Linked DNA regions of Anas platyrhynchos: region 1 is linked to region 2. A link is a contact called in public Hi-C data. All regions are on one chromosome and are shown on one strand. Each heading gives the region's core, a stretch centred on a gene start, on an enhancer-like site or on the middle of the called end of the contact. The rest is flanking DNA. Distances are from core to core; before and after follow the strand shown.

What was found. Hi-C and Micro-C count contacts between places; a contact is called where the count stands out from the background.
Region 1: a Hi-C map of skeletal muscle shows a contact between it and region 2, with 2.1 times the contacts expected there. The contact joins the promoter of FOXO3 here to the enhancer-like site in region 2. A contact is called at or near these places in 2 of 8 Hi-C or Micro-C datasets (liver and skeletal muscle).

Annotation. Positions count from the first base shown.
Region 1 is chr3:73,558,183-73,562,264 of IASCAAS_PekinDuck_T2T, forward strand. FOXO3 (forkhead box O3) reads right to left here and starts at 2,322. Exons shown (of 3, transcript XM_038176048.2): 1 at 777-2,322. The coding sequence starts at 1,376.
Region 2 is chr3:73,498,782-73,502,807 of IASCAAS_PekinDuck_T2T, forward strand. The region is part of intron 1 of FOXO3 (forkhead box O3); the gene reads right to left. Among named protein-coding and RNA genes, the nearest start is that of FOXO3, 60 kb to the right of the region's middle. Within about 2 kb of position 1,485, at least 2 of the 8 cell types and tissues checked have an H3K27ac peak or open chromatin away from gene starts, as enhancers often do.

The sequences.
Region 1 (4,082 bases), core at 1,072-3,571, 60 kb after region 2:
GCACCAGCCGCTGCTAGGCCTCGGGCTGCGCGCAGGAGCGCAAAGCCCCAGCTGCACGCCGCGTGCGCTGGGTAAACAACCCACAGACCGGGCTCCATCGGCTTCTTTTCAGCTCACTTATTGAAACAGCAGCGATCCGGGCTGCTGGCTGGCACCACCACGGGAGGAGCAGCCCCGAGAGCAGCACCGTCAGCGCAGGGGACGCCAAGCCAATGTGCGGGGTGGCCACACGGCCACCAGCTCCACGGCTCGGCCAGCGTCCCGGAGAGACGCCAAGCCCCGGGTTTCCCTCTGCTGCCTGTGGGGCACGTGTGGCAGATCGCTGGGTTTGCTGTGCTGCTGTGGTTTTGTGATTTTTTTTGTTGCTTTTTTTTTTTCCTTGAAGGAAACAGGAGCTGCTCTGGCGCTGAGCTTTGAGACTAGGGCTGGCGCTGCGTGAAAGCAACTCCGCTCACTGCAATCGCGAGCAATACGGTGCGTGCAACTTCAAAACAACAAGCCTTGGAGAATAATGTTTATGGCTTTAAATAAAGCCCTTTTTAGACTTTTGGGGGCACTTTTTATCCTCTTCCTGCTCGCCCCCACCTACAGCAGACCAGCCTGCTCCAGCATCTCCCCTCACTCCACCACCTGCACAGGGCACCAGCGACGCACCCCACACCCCCCACACACCCCATTTTACCCCCGTTAACCCAATTTTTAATCAAAACCCCACGCCGGCTGCCACATCCCACTCGCGGCAGGCGACGGGGCGACCCCCAATTTCTTCCCCTCACCTTCCAGCCGGCCGAGCTGTTGCTGTCGCCCTTGTCCTTGAAGTAGGGCACGCAGCGGACCATCCAGTCGTAGATCTGCGACAGGGTGAGCCGCTTCTCGGGCGAGCTCTCGATGGCGCGGGTGATCAGGTCGGCGTACGACAGGTTGCCCCAGGCGTTGCGCCGCGACGAGCACTTCCTCGGCGCTGCCGCCGCCGCCGCCGCCGGGCTCCCACCGAGCCCCCCTCCTCCTCCTCCTCCTCCTCCTCCTGCAGCACCCCCTGGGGATGAGCTCGGCCCCTCCGAGCCCCCCCCGGGCAGCGGGGCCAGCAGCCGAGCCGCCTCCTCCGGCACCACCGCGGCCGCCGCCGCCGCCTCCTCCTCGCCGCCGCCGCCGACGGCCATGGCCGAGGCGCCCCCCTCGTCGTCGTCGTCCTCCTCCTCGGGGATCATGGAGGCGGCGTCGGCGGGCGGCTCGCCCGGGGGCTTGGCGGGGCTGGGCTGCAGCTCGGGCCTCTGCAGGGGCCAGGTGCAGGAGCGGGGGCGGCTCTGCGGCTCGAACTCGGGGTCCAGCTCCACGGCCAGCGGCGACAGCGGGGCGGGGGGCGACGCCTCTGCCATCTTGGCCCCGGGGCGCTTCACTCCATGCGGGCAGGACAGGACAGGACCCTCCCCACACACACACACACCCCTTTGGTCCCGGAGCCTTCGGGGTACAGCCGAGACTTTGTGGTTTTTCCTTTTTCTTTTTTTTTTTTTCCCTCTTTTCTTCAGAGCGCCCTAAAGGGAGCCCGAGTCTTTGCAGCCGGCCAGGTGCATGCTAGCGGGAGCCCGTCACTTTGCGGTGCCCCCTCCGCCCCAAAATCTGGTGAAGGCCACCCCGGGGGCTTCAACAAAAAATAATAATAACGATTAAAAAAAAAAAAAATCGCCGATTAAATCCTTCTTCTCGCAGGGAGCAGATCAAATCGCCGGTCTTCCAACAGGTCCGGAAGCTTTCAGCCCTCCCCAGGGCCGCCGCCGCCGAGCAGGGGTTTTGTTCCAGCAGCAACACCACGCTCATAACCTCCTTGCTCCTGCTGCTGCCATCTTGACAGCTTTCCCCCCTTTTCGCTCAAGTCATTCCCCGAGCCCGGGCACAGCGGGGGAGAGCAGCACCGGGAGGGGATGCGGGGGGGGGGGGGGGGGGGGGGTGTCCGCGGCCACCTCCTCGCCGCCAGCAGCAGCGGCAGCAGCAGCGATCCCGATTGCCGGGGAGGCAAAAGCAGCGCTGCCGCACGGCTCCTGCTGCTCCTGCTCCTCCTGCTCCTGCGCCTTGGGCTCCTCGGAGCCTTCCCTTTAAAGGCGAAGGAGGCGAAAGCGGCGGAGCCTCCGCGAGCGGCTGGCGAGAGCCGAGCGATCCCAGCAGCCGGGCTGCCGCAGCCCTCCCGAAGAGCAGCAGCAGGCTGTCACTCGGCTGGTCGCCGGCTCCTTGCACATCCCTCCTCCTCCTCCTCCTCCTAACAACCACGGGCAGCAACACAAAGTTATAGGCGCACGCAGGGAGCCGCAACCTAACCGCACGGCGCCGCCTGGCCCGCCCACGGGCGGTGTCGCGCAGGGGCCGCCCCGGCGGGGAGGGACCGGGGTGGGATCGGGGCGGCCGCTGCGTGGTCCCCGTGTCCCCGTGCTGTCCCCCAGCTCCTCCTCTGGTCCCCCGAGGGGAGCTGGGGGAGGTTTTGGGGCTTGGGGGGCCGGCCCGAGTGGCTGGGTGCTGTGGGAGGTGCTGAGGTGTGCGGAGTGCGGCGTGGTGCTCCAAGGGACCCCGTATTCCCATATTCCTCACTTCTTGTGGTTTTTAAGCGACGCAAATCCATACTTTGGGTTTTTTCGTCACGTCCAACACCTCTTCAGCACCTTGCTCTGACTGAAAACCAGCGCTGGCTGCCACAGCCACGCTGCTTCCCCTCCAAATCACCCTCATGGGCCATAAATTGGTGTACAAGTTACAGCAGCGAGCTTTATTTTGGGGAGCCCGATTCATCCTGCCACTTCTCAGGACTTCCATGCACCCACGTGCGCGCAGTCCCGCTGCCCCGAGCACAAGGCTGTTGCAGAGAGCCCGCCGGAGCAGCTCGCCTGACGACGCAGCTAATTACGGGTTGGGAGAAGGGCTGACCCACAAAGCCGAAGGATATAGAGCTATTAATACGGATGTCGTTACAAATACAGAACATAGCGACGTGTACCTATCAGTTCTTGCCCGGTCTTGGGTCAGCCTCGTCACGGACTAGATTCAGGGCAAAAACAGGGTCGGCTCGGGCACCAGACAAAAAAGCACGCGTGCTTCTGAAGCGTTTCTCCATAGAACTGCTATTTTCTAGACAAATTATTCCTGATTTATCTGGCATCGCAGACGAGCGATGAGGTTTGAAAACCGTTCGGTGCGATTAGAGAGCAGGAAGGCCCTGATCCCGGATGCCTCACACGTCCTGCTAAGTAAGGGCAACAGCCCTCCGGCTCCAGATAGGCTTCGAATTCAAGTGGCACTCGTTAGGAGTAGTTCAGCGTGATTTTATTACCAGGGACAGCGTTTCAGCATGCATACAATTAATCCTCAGCTGTCTAAATATAGCAGGAGACACTGAATTAATCAGAATAAATGCAGGTTCGGGTCATGGAAATGATTTTCACTGCAGCTCCCTTTTGGGTCACCACATCGCGTGCCCCGCTGCGGCTCTCGTTGCGACACGGCCCCTCACGGGAATGCGAGGCAGCTGGGTCCCTCAGAAGGACACCACCAGCTACTGATGGTGTTGGGAACATTTTTTAGCAGCTGCTAGGGGAGGAGGAGTACAGTAACACTGAAGAGTCACGAACCAAGAGGGTGTGTGATGGGAAGGTGCTTGGCCAACGACCTCGTTCGTCCACGAGGAGGCCCTGCTTGTGACATGCAGCAGAGCCAGAGCAGCTGCCAAGCTGTGCCGGACACCAAAGCCTTTCCCAAAACCTGCCGGTGCTCGGGGCTGCGTGTGGCCGGCGCTGAAACCTCCCCGCAGAGCGTTTCCTCAGGTCCCGAGGTTCCGGGGAATTGCAGTGCTCTGACCTTGGGCTGGATTACAAGCTGAAAATCTCGTCCTAAATGATATTATCGTCTTCATTTATTTATTTAATTGGCATTGCATTACTGCACAGGCATCACCATTAGGGCTCATTGTACTAGGTGAAGGCCCTGCACGTGGTCAGAAATGCTCCACTCCCAGACAGAATTGCAGCCTAAGTAAGGCAGGCCAGGGCGGGAGAAAGGAAATAAGTAGTAACCCTATTAAAGAGATGATGGACTGAGGC
Region 2 (4,026 bases), core at 235-2,734:
TGAAACAGCAGGTCAAGGGGTGGCAAGATAGCATACCAGCACTGACTAGCAATAAATCGGAGCTGAGCACCTCGTAGGAGTCCAAGCAGCAATACATGGGGTGACACTACTACTCCAAAACCCGGGGCCACACGGGGAGTCACTGCTGACCAGGGGCAGCGCTGATCCGCTGCTCCCGTTTTTATTAATGCTCCTTAAGGGAATCGGCCACATTTTTGCTCAGGAAAATAAATGAAATCGGCTACCATGTCCTAATTACACATCCCTCTTGGTATTTTGGTACGAGTGCGGACGGATAAGCTCCCAGGGAGGACACTCAAACATTTCCATCACGCCGTATACCTGATTTGGTGCAAACATATACACGAGCCTCCCGGAAAAGCTTAGGCCATGCGTTATTTCAACACACAGCCCTGGCCGAGCCAAAGCAGCAAATGCTCGAGCCTTTAAGACAGACAAAATCCCCCCCCCCCCCCCCAAGCTCCTCCAGCCCGTGTCTGCTTCAGCCTCTTCCAAACTGTGTTTACCTTGTGGAGCCTGTCCATTAACTCAGACACCAGCTGCAAGTGCTTCCACTGCAACACAGAGTCTTTTTTGTCTGGGAGCAACATGTGGTATCAATTTATCATTCTCAACCACGCAACAAGGAATCCACTCACTTTAAAAATAAAGAGAGTTGTGTAACTTAACTCTTAGAGGCCCAAAAAAAAAAGAAAAAAAAGGAGGCTGAAGATTAGCAAGATGAGGTGCAGCTGGTGGCTGCCGGGTCCAAGTTACACACTGCTCTGTTTTCATTTCAGTGTTTTGCAAGGAGAAGTTAATTCATTCTTTCAGATACGGGCTCCTAAGCCGTAAAGTTGCTACTACAAATCAAAAGCAGAGGTTTATTTTAACAATTGGGATACTGGGAAACGATGAGAGGAAAACAAACACGATCTGCAGGCCCGTAACTGCTGCTAACGCTCACTTGGGAGAACTATACTTCATTTTACACTTTATTAACATATTTAATGCTCTAACTTCACCAGATGAGGTTGTATGGTAGCCACTCAGTAGGGAAAGGCTGCAGTGCTGCTCTTCTCAAGGAGCTTAAGCATCCCCAGCCCAAATGGGTCTCAGAGCTCATCTTTCCCATAAGTTTTTGCAAATCAGGAAAAAAAATAATGTAATAAAGTGGTGAAGGTACTGGAGATAGAGAAAAAGCAAGAATTAAAACACAAGAAAAGTCCTCCAACAGTATTTGCCCAGCCATGTCTTACATCTTTTTAATTGCCTGTATTTTTTTCCATACAAAACCAAAAATCACGTATTTTTGGTTTGTTGTAGTCTCCCTAAATTATGAAAGTTTCAGGGGAAAAAAACAGCATTAAGCAAATTACATAAAAAAAAGAGAGATCTTTTTTGAGAACCAACCACAGACGAGCAGGGCACATACCTCCAGCGGTCCCAAACCAAGGACTCTGCACTATGCCAAATTATGACGGAAGAACTTGATTAGAGGAGGGCAAACAAACCCCGAGATGCACGCCTCGTGCCCCGGGGCTGCTCCCTTACACAAGGGCAGGATGCGTGCCCCCAGAGGAGGTGGGTGCCCTCCCTTCCTAAGGGAAAGGCATCTCGAAATGCGGAGCTGAGGGGACTTAGTCACAGCGTAATTAAAAGCTTTTCCACCAAAAAAAAAAAAAAAGTCTAATTAAAACAACTGCTGCCTCACTCTTTGCAAACACTGATATTGCAAATCACTACGCTGACGTAAATAAAGCTCAGCTGAAAATATACGCTGCCTGGAAATCGTCTCAGCGCATCACACTTCCAGTTAGCAGAAAAATCTCCAGTTATTTTACAGTCAGACGTCTACTGACCACAGGAGGACTCTAATAAATAACATTTGTTTTGCTGTGAGCAGAGCACGCTGCTTGCAGTTTATTTTTTTTCCACTGCATGTGGGGAGAAGGGAAACAGGGCGAGGGAAATGCTGGTAGTTTAACTAGTGCAGCTGCGGAGAAGGAACATGGTCTGAGGATAAAAAGTGTAACAACTCCATCAAGAGCAACAGCAAAGGCCATACAGCGTGTATATGTATTTTTTTTATATGTTTATAAGCTGCCTGAGCAAGCTCTTGCCCAGCTGTTTTCATTCCTGGAGGGCTGGGGAGAACATCCCCTTCCTGCAACCCAGCCCACGGCCATGTCCCCCCTTCGCCTGGGCACTCAGCAACTGCTCCCTGTGCCAGCAGACACCTACGCTGTAAAAATATAAGCTGGTAAAAATGTAAGTGCTTGCCTCTGTATAAGGAGCTGATGCTTTTCTGTATTAAAATGGGATTAAGGCTCCAGAACCACATGGCAGCATCGGGAGTTGCTAAAGGCACCTTGTCAAGAGCCTCCTTTTTCATCCCTTTCCACCTGCTTTGTACCGAGTCTGCACAAAATTAAAGAACGCAATTAATTTCAATCAAAGGGTTGAACTTAATTAAGAGCAGGAATTTACTTTCAGACATTGATCTTGCAAGGTGCTGAATTCGTGAAAATCCCAAGGCACATCAGTGCGGGCTTGACTGCCACACAAACACGATTGGTAAAACCAAAAAACGTCACCACTTACTGTTTTTTAAGGGACCTTAAACGCAAGGGGTTGCATAAAAAAAGACACGATGGACACACACAGATAACTTTTTTTTTTTCTCTATTTTTTTTTTTTTAGGATAACCCCAGCATTTCAAGTGTTTCCATGGTATTGACTCTGGAAATGGCATCACCCTGTATTTGTAGAGCACCTCTGGTAGGGCACTGATGCACTTCTCCTCCTCTGTTCCACCAGGAGACCCAGGAGATGTGCAAGCACACGCAACCTCATCAACCCGAATATCATCCACGTGGTATCTTTCATAAAAATAGCTCCTATTTTCATTGTGCACCTGATCCAGCAGCTGCTGAAGCTAACGGGAGAGTCCGCCCAAACCTCAGTGGTCACTGAGTGAGACCTCAATGAAAACGATGCAATTTCACTGCGAGGCAGGCTTCCACCCTGAAGCCTTTGGGTTTGTTTCTCTTAACTAGAAGAAGAACTTTCCCCTCTGCTTTTTGTTTCCTAGATGCAAAGGTCCCAGCAAAACCCCCACGCAGCGTTGTGGAAACCAGGGTGCTGAGGCTGTGTTTCTGCTCACTCTCAGCATATGGCCGCTACTACACATAGACTATTTGGAAACGTGTATGGGTGTTCTTTCGTGCCTTTATAAATAAATGGGAGTGATGCTACCGCTTATAATAATTCACTAAAAATAGCAGCTTCCCAGGGAAGATCACACAGAAGCCCGTCGATGCTGAATCACCTATTATAAATCTGTATTTATGCACAATTCAGCGGTGCCCAGGGGCAATGGGCACAAAGAGAAACACAGAGGCTCCCTCTGAGCACGTTGCTGTGTGGGTGATGGAGTGAAGGAGCACAGGTTGCTCAGAGAGGCTTCCTGGACATCTCCAAAAGCCCCCTGGACACATCCTGGGCAAGCAGCTCTGGGTGCCCCTGCTTGAGCAGGGGTTGGAGCAAGTGGCCTCCTGAGGTCCCTGCCCACCTCAGCCCTTCTGTGATTTGTTTTAGAGGTTTCTGCAGCTATGTGTTGATTTTTTTGAACACTTGCTAAGCCTGGGAAATGCAACTAAAGTCGGGGTGAGTTGCCTTAGCAAAGCACAGCGCTGTCTCGCAGGCGGCTCTGCCAAGTGCCAGCTCTGAAGTGACACAGCTCTGAAATGATAGATCGCTAAGTACACGGCCTGCATTAATTGGAAGTGTTGAGCTGCACCTATTAAATTGCAAATCTGGTGACAGTTCTGCCTAACATGTGACTGATTAGAGGAACAGATCTGATACGCTGTCGGCCGACCGAGTTTGACCAGGCCTGAGTAAGCCCTTCAAAAGCTGGAGCAGGCACACGAGACCTTCTCGCACGAGAAAGCCTTCAAGCAACCTCCAGAACAGCCCTGGGCATCTCTATTATGTGACTAATCTGAAACAGGACCCCTCTCC